Regions from separate parts of the Mus musculus genome. Here region 2 is linked to region 1. A link is a contact called in public Hi-C data. All regions are on one chromosome and are shown on one strand. Each heading gives the region's core, a stretch centred on a gene start, on an enhancer-like site or on the middle of the called end of the contact. The rest is flanking DNA. Distances are from core to core; before and after follow the strand shown.

Region 1 (5,527 bases), core at 2,996-5,495:
GTAGGCTGGGGGCTGGGGCCTGGGGCAACCACCTGCAGAGATTCTGTTCCAAGTGATTCCTTTGTGCAGGTGGTCAGAAGTCATCAAGATTGGTCACAGCTGCCTCCACAGGTCCAGGCTGTCTGGGTCCTATTTCCGCCCCAGCCATCTTGACTACACAAGCCTAAAGGAGAGAGAGGCCTTGTTTCTCAGAGAAAACAGACAGAGGCCCAGGGAGGCTTCTCTCAGCATGAGCCTGCACACTCACTTTTGCATTTGCATCTGTGTATGCAAGTGCACAGATGTGCGCGCGCAAACACACACACCACAGCCACCACCACAATACTGGCTGGTTTTGTGCTAACTTGACACAAGCTGGAGTCACCACAGAGAAAGGAGCTTCAGGTGAGGAAGTGTCTCTATGAGATCCAACTACAAGGCATTTTCTCAATTAGTGATCAAGGGAGAACGGCCCCTTGTGGGTGGTGCCATCCCTGGTTCTATAAGAACCAGGTTCTATAAGTCTTGGTTCTATAAGAGAGCAGGCTGAGCAAGCCAGAGGAAGCAAGCCAGTAAAGAACATCCCTCCATGGCCTCTGCATCAGCTCCTGCTGCCTGACCTGTTTGAGTTCCAGTCCTGACTTCCTTTGGTGATGAACAGCAGTGTGGAAGTGTAAGCTGAATAAACCCTTTCCTCCCCAACTTGATTCTTGGTCATGGTGTTTGTGCAGGAGTAGAAACCCTGACTAAGACAACCCCCCACCCCCACCACAGTGCCATTTCTCCCAGGCTGTCTGCACCCTGGATCCACTTTTGATTCAGCCTCCATCTCCTTCTGAATTCTTGCAACTCTGATTCTTGCTTCACTCCATTTTTCTGGGTTGGAAAGCAGGGAAGATTAAGCAGCGGGGTCAAGCTCACACAGTAAATGGGGAAGCTCAGGTCAAATCCAGATGCAAGCCAGTTCCCAAGATGGGAAGAGGATGAAATCCAGGGAAACACATGTACCTGTTCTCTGAGATCCTGGAGCAAGCGCTGATGGGAAGGGCTGGATAGAGTAGTGAGCTGTGTGCAGTGACTCAACTGGCTTCTTGTGTATGGCCATGTCATGGATGTTCCTGGGCTTGCTTCATGCCAAAGTGGGGAGAAGCTATAAACTCCGGGTGCCTTAGGCTCTAAAGACAGACTAAAATTCAAGGACTTTTTGGGTAGAGTTCTCTCTCACGAAATGAAGCCTCTGAGGTCTGAGAACCTTCTCTGCCTTTACCTGTCCTATTCCCGGGTGCAAGCTCCCCTTTCACTCTTGGCTGTGGCTGTCTTTATTTCTCCAAGGTCTAGCTCAAAAGGCTACCTCCTTGTGATGCGTGTCCTCATTTTTACCCTGTGGGGACCCTGAGTTTTTTTTTTTCTCCCTGAGACGCTCCATGTTCAGTTCATCTCAGTTCAACTGTGAATTGACATCATCATATCTGATCGGTGGCTTACGATTTTTTTCACGGTATATTGGGCTGTCTTGCCCACCCATTTGAAGAAGGTAATGTTTGCTTGGCTTACAGGTAGTGGTATGCTGGGAGAACAGCTGTCTGGGAGAAAAAAAAAAGCACCTGATGCATTGAGCCAGACAGATCCCAAGGTGTAAATATTCCCACCATGGTCACTGTCAAGCTAGAATGATTTACATGTCATTTATAAATCATGTAATGATTTATAAAGGTGAAGGCAGGCTCTCTTGAGGCAGAGTTAGTAAACCAGCTTGCTGGTCCTGGATCTTCTTAAATGTTTGCACTTAGTAGGTGTGCCTAGCTACAAACCCTTGGAGATAATATTCCATTCTGACTTTTTTTTTTTTTTTTTTTTTTTTTTTTAGGGGTGGGGGAGTGAGTAGGATGGAGTTCTCTTCTAAAGCCCTTGCTTTGTTCTAGAAAGAGTCAGAATGGGAGTCAGGGAAAGCCTTTTCAAGCAGACCTGCTGACGTTCCTTCCCTGCTCCCTGTATCTAATGCTTCTTGGAGACTTGACTTTGGTAAAGAACTGGGGCTGTCCCTTCATTGACTGGAGTTGGAATAGGGAAGGAGCGACTTCAGGAAGCTCTAAGCCTGGATCTCCAGAGACCCTGCCTCTTAATGTGCTTCTCTTAGGCTTTGGACTTCTGCCAGTTCTCCTGTAGGAAGCCCAGACTACCATGCTTACACCATCCTGCAGAGAGCCACATTGTGGGAAGCAGAGACGCACCATTTCTCACCAGTGATCCCAGACCAGCTAGTCCACAAGAGCCCAGTAACAGGCCAAAGATACCCAAGTGAGTCAGCTGGGAGCAAAGGAGTCACCCAGCCAAGCCCGACCTGCATGGCTGATTGTAAGCTATTATGTTCTAACCACTAAAATTTTTGCATTTTGTGGTTACTGTTGTTTAGAAAGCAGAAGCTAGCTGATAAAGCATTCTTACATTTATTGTTTTGTTTTTGTCTTTTGAGACAAGGTCTGTTTGTGGTCCTGGCTCTCCTGGCTCCCGAGATACAGATCAACTGGCCTCGAACTCACGGAGATCCTACTGCCTCTGCCTTCTAGTGTTGGGATTAGAGGTATGTGTCACCATGCCTAGCCCATCCTTGTACTTATTAGGAGTTTAGCTTCTGGCTGGATTACCCATCTCAGAGTGAAGTAAAGATGGCAGCTTGTTCTCTACTGTCAGACAAGGACTTTAGCAAAATCGGCCCCCCCTAGCTCCAGTCTTCTGGAAGATTCTTACCACACCCTAAAGAGCCCACAGGAACCCTGACATGTTTAAATTGCTGACAAGGTGGGTGTGGAGGAAGCAGCTATAATGAAGAAGAAACCTTTCTTCTACAAGAAAGAGAAACCTTAGGCTCTTGCTGAGACAACAGGGAAGGAGCCCAGAGAGCAGGATCCCATGGAAGAGTCACACAGGATGTGGACACTGATCAGACCTGACCTGGCCTGGTCTTTGACTTTGCCTGTGTCATCACGCCTGGGGTTGGAACTGCCCCACCCCCACCCATGAAGACTCCGTCGCCCTTTCCAGGAAATGTACAGACAAGAGCAGGAAACTGTTGAGTCGCCTATTTTTCTTTCCCTGCAAAATGGTTTTATTATTTTCGTTGAACAAAAACATCCTAATGTATTGAGGATGGAGAAGAGAAAGACACCCAGACCTTAAAATAGACTCAATACGCCTGTACTTTTGGCTGGAGCATCCTTGCCTGTATCCTGGGAAAGGATATCTGAAAAACTGGAACTCCACCCATTCTGCCCTCTAGGTTTGAGCTGTCGAAACTCCCTGGTGGCAAAAGGGCACTCTAGATCAGGGGAAGCAGCCTTCGAAACAGCCTTGTGGCTGCTCTGGGGGGCCCTGTGGTTTCTCTTTAGCCATCTGGGGGACCTTGAGTAAATGACCCAACCCCTCTGATAGTCTGTGTAACATGGGGAAGACAAGAGAGTTCTATCTTCCTACTCTCTTCCTTTGCTCTCTCCCTTATCCATAGGCTGTTTCCCACAAGTCTGAAGGCACCAGTGCTACAGATGGAGGTGTGTGTAAATTTGGTTCCATTGCTGCGTACCCACTGTGATAACATGGATGCAGTGATGGTACCACACTCAGATGGTGCCACAGTTTATATATGTGTCTGTATGCATAATATAATGTGTGTGTATAATATATGTATGCATATACACATCTACTATCTATCTATAGATAGATAATATGCATATGCTCAGAACTTTGGTGCATTTTCTATTTTTCCCTATAAAACTTTTCTTGGGGGTTATATATAGGAACATCTTTGGTGCTTAGTGTAGAGGGTTGTGGCAGGATAGACTGAAACAATGGTTTGGAGCCTGCAGCAGACATCAGTTTCTCTGCTAGAGTGAGGTTCCAGGTCAGATCGCTCAAGAACTGATGCGAAGGGGGCGGGGGAGGGGGGTTGGGGGAGGATGGGGGGGGGGGGAAGCGGTTAGCCAACCTGTTCTTCAGGCCACAGGTCATTTTCTAACCTTAACGTTTTTTCCATGGCTGCTCTCTTCTGTTGGGGACAGCCCACCACAGCCTTCTTCCTTGCTGCTCTTCCTTTTATTGAGATCTGGATCTCATATTCAAAGGCCTTGGCGGAGCCAGTCTCCCTGTTTTAGGTAGGCAGTGGAGACAGTGAACTTGATATTTCTCTCCTTAGGCTGGGAGTAAGGATACACTGCCTGCTTGCAGGGCCCCGAACTCTTTGGACTACATTTCCCAGAATCCCTGAATCACTGTTTTCCTGGTGGGCGCAGCCAATGGGAGACAGCAGCAGAGGATTGGCGCTCTGAGGGAGGGAGAAGCAGAGGTGGGAGGTGGGTCTGCTCCAACCATCTCTGCTGAGGGTGGTGGTCTCCTCCTCCTCAGTTCCAGGTTCCAGCTGGAGACACTACTCCCTTCTCCTTTGTGCCTTCAGCCCGAGGAAGCAGCAGTTTCGAGCAGATTACAATCTCTGGGTTCTAAGTCCTCCGATTCAGGTTTCTAGCTGGTCTGTCATCTTTTAGCTAGGCTATTGTGTTAATTCATTATTGAACTGTTCAGCCTTGGCTCTGTTTCTCTGATGGGATTCTGCCTGCTCCAACTATCGTGACAGTCATCAAAGAAGACAGTGTGCCTCTGTATCCACAGATTCTAGCAACAGAGGATTAAAAACATCTCTACCAAATACATATAGACGTTTTTCTTGTCATTTCCCTCTAAACAGTACAGTTTAACAACCATTTTCATAGCACTGACATTGGACTAGGTGATATGAGTCATCTAGAGATGGTTTAAAATATGGTGGTAGGTAATATACAAGGATGTCACTGTTTTAATAATTTGAGTGTGTGTGATGTGTGTGTGTGTGATGTGTGTGTGTGTGTGTGATGTGTGTGTGTGTGTGTGTGTGTGTGTGTGGCGTACTCATGCAGGTGACATAGCATAAGCGTCAGAGACTGTCAGTGGACAACCATGTCAATTATAGGGGTTGAATCCCGGTTTGTGGACCTTGTTCAACAGCAAGGACAAATGCCTTTGATGCTGAGCTATCCCAGCAGGCACCACTATCATTTCCATAAGAGGTTTGAGCATCCCTGCATTTGGATGTCCTGTAACCAGTGCTCCTTGACACCAAGGGCTGAACATATCTGAATGTTCTCACCATGTAACTTTGATGGCCAAAAGTTTCAGAGGACTTTTTCTATGGCAATTTACAGTTGAATCTTCCCTGGACGGTGATGCCTAGAAGGTCTCTGGTAGATTGTTAGCAACAATGCCTATACCTATTTTCCTGAGGGTCAAACCCTTTTACAGCTTGCTCCCTCCGTTCTCTTTTTCAGACAAGGTTTCTATGGTAGCACAGGCCAGCCCTTTCTAGCTTCACTAGTATACCGTACAGGTGTGTACCACTTCCCCGGGTTCAGAGTTCAAACACAACCCTTCTTCCGAGGGACAGATGAAGTCTTATTTCCTACTTCTTGAAGCTGGAGCCCTTATGATTTGGCTAACAGAAGGTGGCAGAGGCAAGCCTATGGCCCAA
Region 2 (5,281 bases), core at 2,448-4,947, 130 kb before region 1:
CTAGCCCAGGCATGACGACGTCCACCTGCTCAAGCAGCTATGCTGGGAGGCTGGGCAGCGGATGGTTTCTTGGGGGGGGGGGGGGCTGGGCTGGGAATGCAGCGACCTTGAGCGATAGCGCCCTCTCACCTCACTGTGGAGCTCCACTCCTATGTGGGAGAGATTAACAATCAAGTCTACCTTTGTACACAACAGGGGAAAGGGGGAAGTTACAAGCTGAGTTGGTGAAAAGGTGGTTTCTGTGGTACTAACATGACTGCTGGACAGAAGGAAGGGCCTAGACCCTCCCTTGGGAAGCCCCTTAGCCAAGAAAGTCTTGGCACAAGGTCTGTGTGCTGCTGTCTAAATTGACTGGGAAGAGGTAGGCTTGTCCTTGCCTTTCACTGCCTGGGCCTGTCTGTCTTATTGCAGGGAGTCCTTGGTCTAGGGGAAATTTTCAATGGCTGGTCGTTGTCTTGTTTCTTCTCTGTATCTCCATCTTTCCCCTTCTAGCCCCCTCTCTTCATTTCCTCTTCTCTCAGTTTTGCCTTCTTCCCTTTTCTCCTTACTCTCCTTGCTTACCAGGCCTTACCCCATGGGCTGGACACTTAAGATGCGTTACCGTTTCTCTTCCAACCATGGTTTTGCTTCTGGGAGAGAGGAAGAAAGACCCCTGTACTAGCGATCTATCTGCCAGGCAGGAACCTGGGCACCCCTCACTGTGCAGGTGTCATTTGGAACACCTGTAAAACACCCTAGGGGGCAGCAGCTCTGTCTCTGTGAGTTGGTGCAGAGACTTTCAAATCTGGTCAAAACACCTCTTTTCCTCATTCCTCCTTCAAAGTGGAGAAGAGGTTTCAGGTTCTACTGCGACCCCACAGAGAAAGGTGTAAGAGTCAGAGTGCCTTTGGCCAGCATCACCCCTCCTGTACCTGAGGATGCTCAGATCCTGGCCATCTGCAGATCCCACGGGTGTCTGTCCCACCTCTCCTGAAGCACCAGATGAGTGGAATACAACCTCGGAGCTACGGTTAACCATCTGGCCGTGGCAGCAGTGGAGGAAGGGCTGAACTTGGGACTCACGGGGTGCAGCCATCATTAAGGGCTCTACTCTGACTCCAGAAGACAAACTGCTGACATGCATGCATGTGTTCGTAGCTCTTGTCACAAGTCTTGCATTCCCCCGTTTACACAGCTGGTGGAGACAAAACTGAGCTGCCCTGGCTGGAAGTGTGTAGCTGGCTGCCTCTGGTATCACATAGGAACTGTGATGAAGGTAACGTTCTCCTTAGTCTAGTTTTTATTAAACAGTTTGTATGGTTGCAGATGGCAGAAACACAGCTTTGAATGGCATTAGCAGTGGTTTTCATACTACCTTCATGACCAAGAAACATCCCTGTTGGAATCAGGGCTGAAAAGCTAAAAGCTCTGGACCTCTGAGATGGCTCAAGAGGTACAAAGTGCTTGTTGCCAAGCCAGACACCGAAGTTTACCCTCAACGGCCCACACAGTAGAGAGCTGACTCCGCCAAGCTGTCCTTGAACATCCATAAGTACTGTATGCTGTGGCACCTACACACCCTCCCCCATACACACAACATGTTTAAAAAGTTCCAGTTTCAAGATGGGCAGATACAGTGCTCAAGAAATGGCATTGTCTTATCTTTCTCTCCATCTTTTCTGGATTCTTAGACATTGAGATGGGATCTTGCTATGTGCTCATGAATTTGTAATCCTTCTGCCCGAGTCTCCCAAGCAGCTAGGTTTACAGCCATGAACCACCAGTCACTGTCCTCTATCTTTGAGCATCTGAGCAGACTAGGCTGGCCTTGAACTCATGAAGATCCTTCTGTCTCTGCCTCCCTAGCATTAGGAATAAAGGCCAGTGCCATCACTACCACCCGGCTCAAATTAAAAAAAAAAAAAAAAAAATTCAGGCAACTCTAACAAGGATGCTCCAGGGGATCCAACACCCTCACACAGACATATGCAGGCAAAATACAATGCACACAAAATAAAGATAAATAAGTTAGGACTGGAGAGATGGCTCAGTGTCTAAGAACACTGACCTTCCAAGGTCCTGAGTTCAACTCCCAGCAACCACGTGTTGGCTCACAACCATCTGTAATGGGATCTGATGCCCTCTTCTGGTGTATCTGAAGAGAGTGACAGTGTACTCACATACATTAAATAAATACATCTTAAAGAAATAAATAAATTATTTCAAAAAATGTTTTTAGAAATCAGTTGAGTATTTTGGAGGTATGTATGTCTAGGCCTGGGGTAAACCTCAGGCATTGTTCTTCAAGTGTCTTATTTTTGAAGATAAATTCTTTCATTGGGACTTGTGGCTAGCCAGTAAACTCTGGTGATCCACCTGGATTTGTGTCCCCAGTGATCAGATTTTCACTTCATATCACCATACCTAGCATGTTACATAGAAGCTGGATTTGAACTCAGGTCCTCAGGATTGTTCAACATTGATATTTAACTCACTGGACTATCTTCTCAGCTCCCTGACTTACTTATTAGTCTGTGGTGTGAGTAGCACTTAGAAGTGCTTCCTGAAGCCAGGGGCCACTTAACACATGTGACTGACACGCAAGGCATGACTTCTAGGCATTTTCAGTAACAGCAGCTGTGAGCTCTTGTAACCAATGCACAGAGCACATAGGGGCTGGTTCACTTAGGTCTCCAGGGTGGGGCAACAGGATCAGACTGATGGATCTCAGAGGTTATTTTAAAAAAAAAAGGCTAAAGTTCACAGGCTTTGACCCTCCTCAGAATGCATGCATTTTGAGAAAGAACCTACTTTTAGAACTAAAGGAGTATGCCAGTTATTGCAAGTTCTGTGGCATTCCAAAAAGTTTTACAAATATTATAATAATATATGTAGAGAAATGTGGTGCCTCAAAATTGGTGTCTCATCTGCCCAGGCTCTCCTCCATAGTTAGCCAATGCTGTTAGTTTCTTCCTCACAAGATTAGAGGATTTTATTTCACATGACAGAGGGAACGCCAGTAGGATGCAAGTATTATTGGTTTTTTTTTTGTGTGTGTGTGTGTAACTTTTATGGTTTTTTTGGTAAATACTTATGTATTCTTTTAAAATACTTTGTGTGTGTGTGAGAGTCACATGTGTGTGTGTGTGTGCAGGTGCCTGAAGAGGCCAGAAGAGAGCCTTGGATCCCCTGGAGTGGAGTAATAGGGGTGAGCCATTTTACATGTGTGCTGAGATCAGCCTTGGGTCCTGTGCAAGAGCAGTACACATTCTTAGCTGCCGAACCACCTGAATTTATTTTCTAACATTACAGAGCTGAGCCAACAAGATGGTCTAAGCCATGAATCACTTTTTACCAAATCTGACTAGCTGAACTCAGTTCCTGGAAGCCATGTGGTAAAAGAGAACTGGCTCCCACAAGTTGTTCTCTGACCCCTCCACAGGCATGGTGTGGCTCATGCTCGCGCGCGCGCGCGCGCGCGCACACACACACACACACACACACACACACACACACATGAATGAGTCAATGGCTATAATAAAATTTAAAAACCCTGTCTAGTGTTGTGTTGCGTGGATGCATTGTATTTCGGGTTATCAGTCTTCCGGTAATAGACACTTATGTAGCTTCCAATGTTTTGCTCCTATAGAGAGTGCTACAGTGAGTAACTTTATGTATGTGTCATTTCACATAAATGCAATCCTGTCTTCGGGATAAATTCCCAGAAATGCAATTGTCAGTGCTAACAGTTTCACTTGTTAAGGGCAATTTGTAGTTCCCTTTTCTGTGTAATACCTAAATGCCCCTCTTCCCACTGGTTATTGGTCTGTTTTTCTGCATAACTACTTCCTCCTCTTCCTCCTCCTCCTCCTCCTCCTCCTCCTCCTCTTCCTCCATTATTTCCTGTTCTGGGAATAGAACCCAGGCCCTTTCATAAGATAGGCAAAAACTATCATTATGCTACACCCTTAGCCTCTCTGCTGACCTAAGAATTGTACAGATCTTGTAAACACACACACACACACACACCATGAAGGCTGGCCCCTGGTCTTGTAAGTTGTTGGGTGTTGTAAAGTTGGTGGATAAGGCTCAATGGTGCCAATTTGTACTTCGAGTGTACATGTCCTTGCCACTGAGCCAACATTGTATTGCTGTGGTTTTGGCTCTCTGCCCATCTGATAGGAGAGAAATAAATAGTTTTTCAGTGTCATTAGATTTGACATTTGTCTCACTGTGTGTGAGAGGAAGGCTGGATGTCTAGTCTTATCAAGAGCCATTTGTATGTGACTGCTTCAGGGAGCAGTCTGACATTCGGGTACTGCCCAATTTCTTGGTCATTTTTCTGTCTGTTTCTTTACTTGCATGCTTGGTGTACCAGGAAGTTCAACCCTTTTGTGGTTTCAATTGCTGTTTTTCTTCCTGGGTTGTCATTTAGCTTTGACTTTCATTCATGCTGAATGTGTTTCCCCCGCGGAGAAGTTTTATGTAGTGTGAGATGACCCCATCTTTTTCTTCTCTGCCTTCTGCAGAAGGTCAAGTCCCTGGTAGAAAGGCCTTGTGGCTCCAAAATTACATCGGGATTCTGCCATGCATTTTTTCTAGGACTGTAACAGCTTCGTCTTATCGCATCTAAATCTTTGATCTGTTTGGACTATTTCCTGGGGTATAGTGGGAGGTATGCATCCAACTTTATCATTTTCCAGATGGCTGACAAGAGATATTTTTTAGCAGGGAGCTAGTCCAAAACACAGCAGAGAACACTTTCTTCAGGAAAAGGTCACATGCCTTAGCAGAAGGTGTGCGGATTATAGTACGGAGCAGTTTTCTTTAATTAGCAAGGATTCATTTGTTCAACAAATATTTTCCAAGTGCCCATGCTATGCTAGGGACTTTTCTAGATACTAAGGCTAGAAAAAAATAGACCAGTGTCCTTTGTTTTGTTTTATTTTGTTTAGTTTGCTTGGTTGGAGGTATAAGTCCCCCACCCCCACCCCCCACTCTCCCCACCCACCCCCATGCTAGTCTGGAAGTCTCTACCTAGCTGAGGTAACCTTGAACTTGTGCCAGTCTTGCTGTCTCAGCCTCCCAGGCACTGGAATTGTAGACACGGGCCACCATGCCGGGCTAATCCCTGCTTCTGTAAGGTGGAGACAGATAACAGATAAATAAGTAAAAAAACAATTTATCTCAAGCTGGATAGAGGAACTGAATGAAGTGGTCAGTTCCTACGACTGGGTAACTAGCTGAGCCTAACTTGGAGATTCTGTGGGTCAGGGTTTCGACAAGGTCTAGTGCATGTGCG

The links. A called contact is a pair of places that touch in the nucleus more often than the background predicts.
Region 2: a Hi-C map of bone marrow-derived macrophages shows a contact between it and region 1, with 2.3 times the contacts expected there. The contact joins two enhancer-like sites. A contact is called at or near these places in 4 of 484 Hi-C or Micro-C datasets (bone marrow-derived macrophages, macrophages, nephron progenitors and 1 more) and 2 of 115 datasets of contacts at active chromatin or transcription factors (bone marrow-derived macrophages and pancreatic cancer cells).

What each region holds. Positions count from the first base shown.
Region 1 is chr2:144,171,334-144,176,860 of GRCm38.p6, reverse strand. The region is part of intron 2 of Banf2os (a long non-coding RNA gene); the gene reads left to right. It overlaps Gm5535 (predicted gene 5535), which reads left to right. Exons shown (of 4, transcript NR_136884.1): 3 at 2,117-2,334; 4 at 2,458-3,711. Among named protein-coding and RNA genes, the nearest start is that of Gm5535, 15 kb to the left of the region's middle. Within about 2 kb of position 4,245, at least 193 of the 459 cell types and tissues checked have an H3K27ac peak or open chromatin away from gene starts, as enhancers often do. A contact at or near this core is called in bone marrow-derived macrophages and regulatory T cells, where this site is marked.
Region 2 is chr2:144,299,352-144,304,632 of GRCm38.p6, reverse strand. No RefSeq gene overlaps it. Among named protein-coding and RNA genes, the nearest start is that of Ovol2, 30 kb to the left of the region's middle. Within about 2 kb of position 3,697, at least 68 of the 459 cell types and tissues checked have an H3K27ac peak or open chromatin away from gene starts, as enhancers often do. A contact at or near this core is called in bone marrow-derived macrophages and regulatory T cells, where this site is marked.